2 separate regions of the Mus musculus genome follow, and region 1 is linked to region 2. Evidence: chromatin contacts called from public Micro-C data. All regions are on one chromosome and are shown on one strand. Each heading gives the region's core, a stretch centred on a gene start, on an enhancer-like site or on the middle of the called end of the contact. The rest is flanking DNA. Distances are from core to core; before and after follow the strand shown.

Region 1 (5,112 bases), core at 1,855-4,354, 70 kb after region 2:
GTGGCAGTCGTCTGTGCCCTCTGAGCATTCATCCACGTCCACGGCTCCTGTGGGGGAGGGGGAAGTGCAGGTGAGGCATGCTGGGAAGACATCTGAGACTGTGCCGTAAGTGCGTGCCCCCATCCTACCACTGACCACTGGGAGAGCCAACATTAACGGTCACATGCCAGTTTGATGTGACAAGGAACAAATTGGTAGCATCCTTGAGGCGGCTTCTCTGTGCCAGGCACACATCTCCTCACATCTGGTCTTTATTTTCATAACAGTCCCATTAGGTATAGCCATTATCCTCACTTAGACGGAGAAACCAAAGACTAGAAAAACCTCTCTGTGGATCTAGGTTTCCCCGCAGGCATCCTTCCAAGTCCACACTCCTCCTTCTTGGAGGAGTTCTTGGAGAGTCCTCCAAAGAACTCAGATCCAACCTCAGGGTGGCAGATTGGAAAACTAAGGCAGAATGGTGTACAGGTACCAAGCAGAGGCCACCCAAGGAGGCTGCCGATAACCTAGATGTGAGATCCCGAGGCAGTGGAACTGTGGGAAGGATCATCCCCTAGGCTCCAACCCAGAGTAGAGTCTATGGATCTGCCTTTCTTTCCCTCTGCCAACCCAGGCTTCAGATAGCCAGTACTCATAGCTCAGCCTCTAGACCTTCAGCATCATCCAGGCTCAGAGGGCTCTGGTGCACCCTCCCTCCTGTCACTAGCACATAAATCCAGAAAGCTGCTCTCTCTCTCTCTCTCTCTCTCTCTCTCTCTCTCTCTCTCTCTCTCTCTCTCTCTCTCTGTCCCTTTCCACCCCTTCACTTGCTTGTTTACTGGCTTAGGCTCCATCCTAGAATGAGCTCGTCTGGGCATCCCCCTCCTTCCCGCTGGCTGGGAGCACCACACAGATGGACAGGCGGAAGGACTCAGGTGAGCAGACAAGGGACTTTCAGCAGCTGCCCTGAGGACAGTCCCCCTGGGAAGCTCCAAATGTCCCCATCTCTTTATCCATCTGGCCTCACTCAATAATGTCCACTTTGAATTTTTTTTATCTTCTGGCTGGACCCTGGGCTCTAGCTCTGTGCTCCACCCCTCTTCTTTACTCCAGACTCCCTGATACCGGCTCACCAGAGGGGAGAGAGGCATTGGAAAGAAGCACATGAGAGTCTTCCCTGCACATGAAAACACATGCAAAAGGCAGATACACACATGTACACACATGTAGCATCCCTCCTGAGGCTAGCAACCTCTGCTCAAGTGTGTGGTCCACCTCTGCAGTTGCTCAGAGGCAGGAGGCAAGAACCAAGCAGTATAGTAAACCAGAGAGCACAAGCCAAGGCCAGTAGGGAGGCCAGAGGGAGGGGCTCTCTGGAGAGCTGGTCACTGAGGGACCCACTACTTCAAGGGTAGGATGCCAGAGATGGCCAGACCATATGGGACACCTCTAAGAGCGGCTCATCTTTCCACTTCCTAATGGTCAGGGAATGAGAGTGAGGGTCAGGAAGTTTCCTGGGGTTCTGGGGTCCCTTCTATCTCGCACCTACATAGGATGGAACACAGAACTTGGGAAGGGGTGGCTGGGGCTGTCTGCCTTTCAAACTATAAACTTGGCCTGGAAGCAAGGTAGCCTGGCTGAGCCAGACTGCAGATCCCTGTGCAACCCTCAGATATAGGCTGCTCACTTCAACTCTGGTTTTCTTATTCAGCTGTTAGGGCTCCAGAGTCACCAGACTTCCACAGAGGGTAAGGAAAGGCAGAAGAGGATAGACACTAGGAGGGACAGAGAGGAAGGGAGAGGTACACAGGATAGTCCCACAAAAGTGAGGACCCCCAACACCTGGGAGAAATGCCCACGGACTGTCTAGTATCCTCAACAGGACCCAGCTTCTGGAATGGGCGCATGGAAGAAAACTCAGCGCCAATGGAGTAGCATGGACTAGCATAAACTCCCTAGCACTGGATCTCTGTGGGACTCTCCGGAGAGCAAGACAGGCAGGAACCTCCTCGCCCTCTCCAAGGAGAACAAGGAAGAATGTGAAAAGAGAGACTCGGTGTGCAGCTTTGCCCGGAAGCCCCTTCCGGGAAACTCAGATCACGGAGGGACACCCCCACCTAGCAGTTCCTTCTGCCTGGACCAAAGGCTGTGCCTGTGCCTCCGGCCCCCTCTCTCTGATGTCTGTTCTGTTATTCGTGTTCTCATCCACCTCCTTCCCTACGTCTGTCCGTCTTTTCTCCCCCTCCTGTCTGACAGTCCATCTGTCCATCTCTTCCCAGACATCTCCATCCTTCCTCTCTCACTCGGCCCCCTCCCTCGGCGACGCCCCTCCGAGTCCTCCCGTCTCTCTGTCTGGTGTCCATCTGTCTCCTCCTCTCTGTCCTTTGATCTGCCTTTCTCCATTCCGCTGTCCACTGCCTCCTCGCTCCCCTCCCTTGCCTCCTCTCCCCTCTTCCCTCCCGCGGCTGTCTTTCTGAGGGCTTCTTCCTGGGCCCTTTTGTCTGTTCCCACTACGCCTCGGCTCCTGTCCGTCTGTCCCTCTATCTTCCCACCTTCCCTCCAGTCTCAGCGCGTCCTTTCTGACCACCTCCGGGTATCTCCTACGCGGCAGCTGCCCAGTCCTTGGCCCCGGGGGAGCGCCGCTCTCGGTTCGGGGGTCCCCGCCCGTCTCCGTACGCATGCCGGGCCCCGCAGGCGGCCGTCGCGCTTCCTTTCTTCCTCTGGCCTCCCGCTTCCCCTCCCGGGGCCTCAGTCCACCCCGCCCCCGCCGGCCCCGGGCGCCCCGGGCGATCGCAGAAGTTACTTTGCAAGGAGGCAGGATCCGGCGCTGGGCGGCCTCCGACGGCGCGGGGTGGCAGCCTGTAGGACCCCGCGCGCCCTCATCCCCCTGGGTCCTCGCGCTTACCTGGCAGCCCGCTGCCCCCCACCAGCCGCCCGCGCGCTCCCAGAGCGAGCAGTAGGTACAAGTGCCAGCGCACGGCCGCCGCGCCCATGCTCGCTGCGGGCCGCGCCGGGTGCTGGCGTGCGGGGCACGGGACGCTCGGAGCGACCGCTCCGCGAGCGCTCCTGTCTGCAGCGAGCTCCGCTACCGCTCCGGCTCCCAGCCACATAGCCGGCGCGCAGGACAAGCTGACAGCCGCGCGCTCATTGGCCCGCGGCCGTGGGGGGCGGAGCTCCGCGGGAGGCCGTCCAGTGGGCGTCGGGTGGCGTGGCCTGCGGGCGTCTGGGCCCGCCTCCTCTCCCGGGGCCGGCGGCAGGTGGGGGGTGGGAGCCGAGAGAGCTGGGGTCGCGGTACAGGGTGTCACCCGGGGCCTGGACTGGGCCGCAGGCTGCTCTTCCCCAGTCCCTCTTTGTGTGCTGATCCCCGAGGTCCAGGGTGTCTGTTTCCCTTCAGATATGCACACACTCTGTTGGGGGAGTAGAGGTGAAGAAAGGCCCAGAGGCACCCAGGGATGGTGAAGAAGATGCTAAGAGCACGCAGCCAATACATAGGAATTTATTGAGCCGCTACTGGATGCCAAGTGCCGCTGGGGACAGCCACACACTAGTCAGCAGTGAAAGCTCTGGACGATAGCTTCAGAATTTGCGTACAAAATCAAAGGAACTTTTCAGTACTGCCCCGAAGGACAATGGTTATAGGAGTGTTTGTCTTGGACAGGCGCGTGTCGCGCCTAGAACCGTTCTCCCAGTGAATGGACGCGCGACCAGGCCGGATTGAGTGACCTCTCTCTACCCAGGCTCTTGTTGCTCTGCGAAGCCCAGATCCTCGGGTGACAGGCCCAGCGAGGCGGGAGAACCGTGGCGTCGCGGTCTCCCTAGCCCAGATCCTCCCCCAGCTCGGGGTCTACACCTGACCCCTCGGCCTTGAGGCCTGGCGGGCACTCAATGGCCTCTCTCAGCTCCGGAGGGAGGCAGGACACTGAAGAAGTTCAGCAAACCCCAAGGCCCATCTCCTTGACAACCACCAATAAGAGCTCCTGTTTTCTCCTGCTCTCCAGATTCAAAGACTAGAGTTTTAGCTTTTTGTCCACTCTGCCTGTGCAGTGTTGCGCCCAGCGGTTCCCATCCACGCTGGCTCTTTCTTCCTCCCTGCCCCCAGCACACACTTTTGCAGCCACCTCCAAGGCCCCAGAAGGTTAAAGTCATGTGTCTCGGCTCCTGCTGCTAGCCAGACTTCCCGTGGGCTTAGGGCAATGGTTTGGAGACTAAGGCAAGGGATCCATTTCCACGTTATGCAGATGGAATCAAGGAGGAAAACGTGGAACTCTGGCCTCTACTGTGTCCCCATAGGCTCCTACCCTGGCCACTGCATGCATTTTCTTTCCCTGGTTGCTCCTGGCCATGTAGTTTAATTTGGGGGACCTTGTTACCACGCCTTATTTTGTCTTCTCTCAGCTGTAGGGCTTTGAGATTTTTTTCTTCGCCTGTGCAACCAATCGATTTGTGAGATGTGTTGTGTGTGTGTGGGGGGGGGGGAGTGAGGGAGTTTGGGAGAGGAACTCTGACTTCTTAGCACAATGTTTTTCATGTCTCTTCCTCAGGGGCTCTCATCCCCACTCATATTCAGGGGGGATGGAGGCTTGGGATTCCCGTGAGTCCCCGGGGACTCTTTTGCTAATATGGAAATTTTATCTGCAGTAACCTTTATCTTCAGTGACTTGAAGGTCAGGTTTGCTGATGAACTAACACTCTTTAAGCGTGCAAAAGAAACGAGGGTCTCATCTAGGAGACCATGGCTCATGTGGCAGAACCAAAGGGCTGTGCAGGGTGGGGGGGAAGGAGGGCTGGGGGAGGGGAGCTGAGTCTCTAAGTTCCTGACCAAGGAGAAGGTTTATCTCCTTGGAAGAAGGAGGGGGTGGAGAAAGATGCTTTATTTCCTAGAGCAGAAGGCTCTAGATTGTTCTGGGGTGGGTTGGTTACATGGGATCATCACTCTAATGTCAGGACTAAGGATGTCTTGGCACCTTTGCATATTGAGCTGAGAAAGTGGAAGCCACTGGTTTGGGGAACAGACTGGGCTACCTCACATCCGAGCCACCTGTGTGCATTCTGCATGTCAATCGGCACCCACACCCTCCTCTGAGGTCCTCTCTAGACCAACCACAGGCACGGTAGCCTGGCACACAGCTTGCC
Region 2 (4,649 bases), core at 487-2,986:
CACAAGTGTTCAAGCTGCCCGTGGGAACATGGGCCTGGAAGAAAGAAGTAGCCGAGTCTCACTCGGGACTCCAGGGAGCAAGCAGGTGATAGGACAGGAGCAATGCTGAGGAGAGGGGACTTCAGGAGGGTGAGGGAGTCCGAGGGAGAGCCGGCCAGCTCAGAATGAGAAGCAGTCCCAAGCACGCACACCCCACGCAGGGTGCACACCTCCACCCTCACAGGGAGCCATGTGCCAGGAAACTCCGTTTCCGCATGGCTGCCAACAGCGCCCGGACCTACAAGTTCTCACGCAGACTCAGTGCGGCTGTTAAGGGTTCTCCATGTAAGAAAATTCCAGGGCATTAGGGACAGAAGATACCCCCAAGCTGAAGCAGACAATTGGGAGACCCAACCTAGATGTCCCTAGGGTACTTGGTCCCATGGGACCAAGGGACCCAAGATAAATCCTCATAGAAGCTGCCTTTGGGATGCCTGCCATTCCCATTGGCCTTGTGGCTGCTTCCTCTTCTTGTCTCCCTTCTGTTTCCTCCAGAACTGGGGGAACCACACAAGGTACCTGCAGGGGCAGTATGGCACAGAGTGGTACCAGGTTACAGTGCCTACTTACCGATGCACGTCCGACCATCTGCATGTAAGGCGTACTTCTGGTGGCAGCCACACATGGGGCCCGTGTCCGTGTCCTCGCAGCTGTGCTGACAGCCTCCGTTTCCATAGTTACAGGTTACTAGTTAGTCCCAAAGTGTATACACGTGTGTATAAACAGAACAACAACAGACATTGTTAGTTTACAGGCACTGGTTTGCTTTTTGGGGTGTGTGTGTGTGTGTGTGTGTGTGTGTGTGTGGTGAAGTAAAAGTTTGAGGTGGCTAGGGAACGGCATTTTGAAGACAGAGGGTAGCAGAGATGCATCTCTGTCCCTGAGCCCCTTCAGGGTGTCAGGTAGGAAAGCTGGTCTATAGAGGTGAATGGGGAGAGCCCAAAAGTAGACTCTGAGCCTCACATGGGAAAAAGGGAAAGGCTAGATACACATGCAAGACACTTTAACCCCATCGGTCCCATTGAGGTAGATGTCTGTTAACAACATTAGGACATAGAGGGTCAATTGTAGGGGAGATTACAGATGAGGTTCAAAGTAATATCCATTTTCTTAGTTCTTACTATCTCTCCTCTCTCTCCACTGCCTGTGTCTTGGCACAGGTAGAGAGATGTCTCTACGGATACCCCCGGTCCCCCTGGTCCTAGTTGTGAGGTATCTCAAGCTCTGTTTCCTCACTGCCCTGACCCTTACCCTGGAACTCAGCAATGCCCAGATAGACAGAACTTAAGAAAATTAGTGTCGCCTGGGGTGTATGCTGAGAACGACCTACATCATGTGGTCAGTGATGCCTGTAGCTGGAGGACTTAGGGTCCTTCAGCTCAGATGCTCCCGGCTGCCTGCATCCATGGAAAAGGGACTGCGCAAGGAGCTAGTCTGAGGTAGGAAAATGGTAAGTTCAAGTTTATTTAAACGAAGACTGCCACTGTCTAGCGGGAGGGAGACCACCAGAAGAGGTCAAGGATCTAAGTCAGATCTCTCCCCAGGCCTCTGGGAAACTGCTTCATTATTCGAGGTGGCCAAGGTGACTGTCAGGACAACATATCATCCTAGAGACCTTGGCTGGATGTCTATACTCTGTCTACATGCGTTATCTACTTATGAAGTCATTCTGAGGCCAGGCCTGATTAGAAAAGCATCGAATTCCAGAGCTGAGAGTTTGAGTTAGTCATGCCTATTATTTAGTAGATCCATTCAGATGGCTGGGAAGGGAGAGAGGTCCCTGGAGGTGACATCATGGGAATGGCTTCCCTCTGCAGACACGTTCCTCATATGTTTCTCCTTAGGAAGGAGTTATCATGACCCTCTGGGCTTACTTGTCCCAAGAGCCCCTGGACCTTGGACAAATGTAATCTCCATAGCAGGTAAGAGAAGGGTGAGAATTTACTGGATAGGGCGGGTATCTCTCTGGCATCTCACACAGTCTTCAACATCAGAACCTCTCGGTGGTGTCCTCCTCTTGACCCAACTTCCAGGGATGTCAGATGGCCCACAGGATCTCCTCCATGAAGTCTGTCCGTTCTCCACTTAGGGATGGTGGTCACAGGCCCCAAGTTTCCCCAACCCAGCATTCCCTCATAGGGACAGAAGCTTAGGGTTCCCAGGGGATGGGACAACCTCAGGCTGGTCGTTATGTTTTTGTGTTTTGTTTTGTTTTGTCTTGTTTTTTAACTGAGAATTCTCTCCAGGGAGGGCACAGGGGGATCTTGGAACAAGGCATCAAGAGTACCATAGACAGTGCCTCTGGCTCAGCACGCTGGACTCTGGGAAGATGGATAAAGGAATGCCCCTCATCTCTGAAAAGGAGCCTAGACTCTGGAGGGGTAAGAGATTGGGGTACAGAGCCCTGCAGCCTCTCCGCACCAGTCTAGAAGTTTCTGGGCCCAGCCTGGGCTCCTGACCAACTCTAGAGTCCTAGGTCCTTGAAACACAAGTGAGCCTGGGGCTCACGCAGGTCTCCCCAGCCCTCCCCAGACCTTTATGCTGATCCTTGTCTTCTGCCTTGTTGGAGGAAGGGTCTCTTCTTGTTTACCACTGTGTATCTCATGTTAGCTGACCCAGGAGCTTCTAGGTACTCTCCTGTCTCCTCCTCTCATCTCACTACAGAAACACTGGGACGGCAGGCAGACACTACTGTGAGTCTAGATATATCTGGGGATTTGCTCTTCCAAGCCATCTTTTTATTTTTTATTTTTTCAAGGCAGGGTTTCTCTGTGTAGCCTTAGCTGTTCTGGAACTTGCTCTGTAGACCAGGCTGGCCTCAAACTCACTGGGATTCACCTGTCCCTCCCTGCTTCCTGAGTGCTGGGATTAAAGATATGTGCAACCACCTCGCTTTTCTTTTTTTTTCCTCTTTCTTTCTTTCTTTCTTTCTTTCTTTCTTTCTTTCTTTCTTTCTTTCTTTCTTTCTTTCTTTCTTTTTTTTCTTTTTTTGGTATTCCAAGTCATCTTTAACCACACATCACACTAAGAAGGAACCAAAGTCAGACAGACCTCTTGAGTCCCACCTTCCAGGGAGGCCATAGGGCCTGTCCCAACTCCTTAGAATTAGGCTTCCACATCCTTCTAACAGCCAAGCCGGTTTCGCAGAGGAGTCTTGTGAGTGAGCCTTCTTGTGTGGCACTTGTCTCAGATGAATTATAGCAGTAAACTGGTCCAGTGAGCTCACCAGCAGCCCTCTTCCTCGTGTTGGCACGGAGCAAGTCTTCCGTGCTTGTCTGCAGCCTGTGCCTGCTCCTGTCCTCACTTAGCACAAGGACTGGGAGAGCCGGCGTCGGCTCCATCTGCTCTGAAAGTGGCCAGGTAGCGTGTGTTTTCTTTGAAGTTGGAAGAATCCATCATTGGGGTCAGGCTAGGGCCCAGGCTGCCTTGGTGACAGCCAGCATGCATGTCTTTGGCGTTCCCTGGGAAAGATCTGGGAGTAATGGGGAAGACTGGCCCCTATCCTGACCACAGGCAGATGTTGTCGAATGTTATCCTTGAATACAAGAGCAATTATCTTCTTCATCGGAGCAGATGTTTGCGATTCTGCCCCAGCCGCATGTGGTCTGAGGCGGTGATAGAACACATCGAATGTGGAAGGTTAAGGGATGGAGTTGCAGGAGGGGCTCCTGTCTGTGGCTGTAGAGAAGCCAGCATCCATGCTGCCACAAGACCTGCTGGTGGTGTGGCTGCTTTGAGGTCACCCATGCTCTGTTAATACGCCCAGTGAACCCATTGGCTCCCCGAGTTGGACTTGGGTGCAGTCATACTCCTGTCTATCGATATCTAGGGCGAGCAGGCAGGCGCTTGTTCATATCTCTGTAGGAAAAGTTCACAAAACCCTGGAGATGAAAGTGCCTTCATTTTGGGAGATGGGTAGTTAGCATGGGGGGCTGAAGGATGAGTCCCTGGGGACAGCGAGAACAGCAGGTGCTCATGGGTCCCCAGGGCCTTGGCAACTCTTTGGGGAAGGTGAAGCCAAGAGAGTTGCAGTGACTGGGGATGGTGGTCCAGCTGGCTTCGGCCCAGGATGGAGGAATAAAGAAAAGCTGTGACCTTTATAGCGGCGTCCGTCAGCTCAGAAGCTGAAGCCCAGGCGGCTGAGTGGGAGCACATCCTTCAAGAGTCAGAAGCGGCCTTTCTGATGCTGTTTCTGTATCCCAGCACAAGACTAATGAAACCTGGTTCCGCTGAGTTGGAAGTAGTTTCTGAAGTCCCCTCAGTCCTCAGCATACCCAGAACAAATAAAACCCAGCCTGGGTATCCCCATGGCCAGTGAGCACAGCCTGCAGCCCACGGCCTTCCCACAAAGCTGTTCGCAGGGTATGTGGTACCCGATGCTCTAGAAGCCTTTGAATGCCTTAAGCTCCTGTTTCCTTTCTTAATTCTGTTCTCACTCAAGGGCTGGATGCCCACATTAAGAGGATGGACTAGGGATGGGTGTGTGGAGCATGCCTTTAGTCCTAGCACTCTGGAGGCAGAGGCAGATGGATCTCTGTGATTTCCTGGCTAGCCTGGTCTACATAGCAAGTTCTAGGACACAGTGAAACCTTGTCCCCATAAAACCCCCC

The links. Hi-C and Micro-C count contacts between places; a contact is called where the count stands out from the background.
Region 1: a contact with region 2 is called in a Micro-C map of granulosa cells, with 2.7 times the contacts expected there. The contact joins the promoter of Scube1 here to the enhancer-like site in region 2. A contact is called at or near these places in 12 of 39 promoter capture datasets (the 3T3-L1 cell line, 3T3-L1-derived adipocytes, cranial neural crest and 7 more), 3 of 15 datasets of contacts at CTCF or cohesin (CD8 T cells, liver and pro-B cells), 71 of 484 Hi-C or Micro-C datasets (B cells, the HL-1 cell line, the MC3T3-E1 cell line and 41 more), 15 of 115 datasets of contacts at active chromatin or transcription factors (astrocytes, bone marrow-derived dendritic cells, craniofacial prominence and 10 more) and 4 of 9 other capture datasets (adipose tissue, embryonic stem cells, liver and 1 more).

Annotation. Positions count from the first base shown.
Region 1 is chr15:83,721,935-83,727,046 of GRCm38.p6, forward strand. Scube1 (signal peptide, CUB domain, EGF-like 1) reads right to left here and starts at 3,105. Exons shown (of 22, transcript NM_022723.3): 1 at 2,885-3,105; 2 at 1-47. The coding sequence starts at 2,972.
Region 2 is chr15:83,653,560-83,658,208 of GRCm38.p6, forward strand. It overlaps Scube1 (signal peptide, CUB domain, EGF-like 1), which reads right to left. Exons shown (of 22, transcript NM_022723.3): 6 at 610-726. Among named protein-coding and RNA genes, the nearest start is that of Gm52183, 39 kb to the right of the region's middle. Within about 2 kb of position 1,737, at least 3 of the 459 cell types and tissues checked have an H3K27ac peak or open chromatin away from gene starts, as enhancers often do. A contact at or near this core is called in granulosa cells, where this site is marked.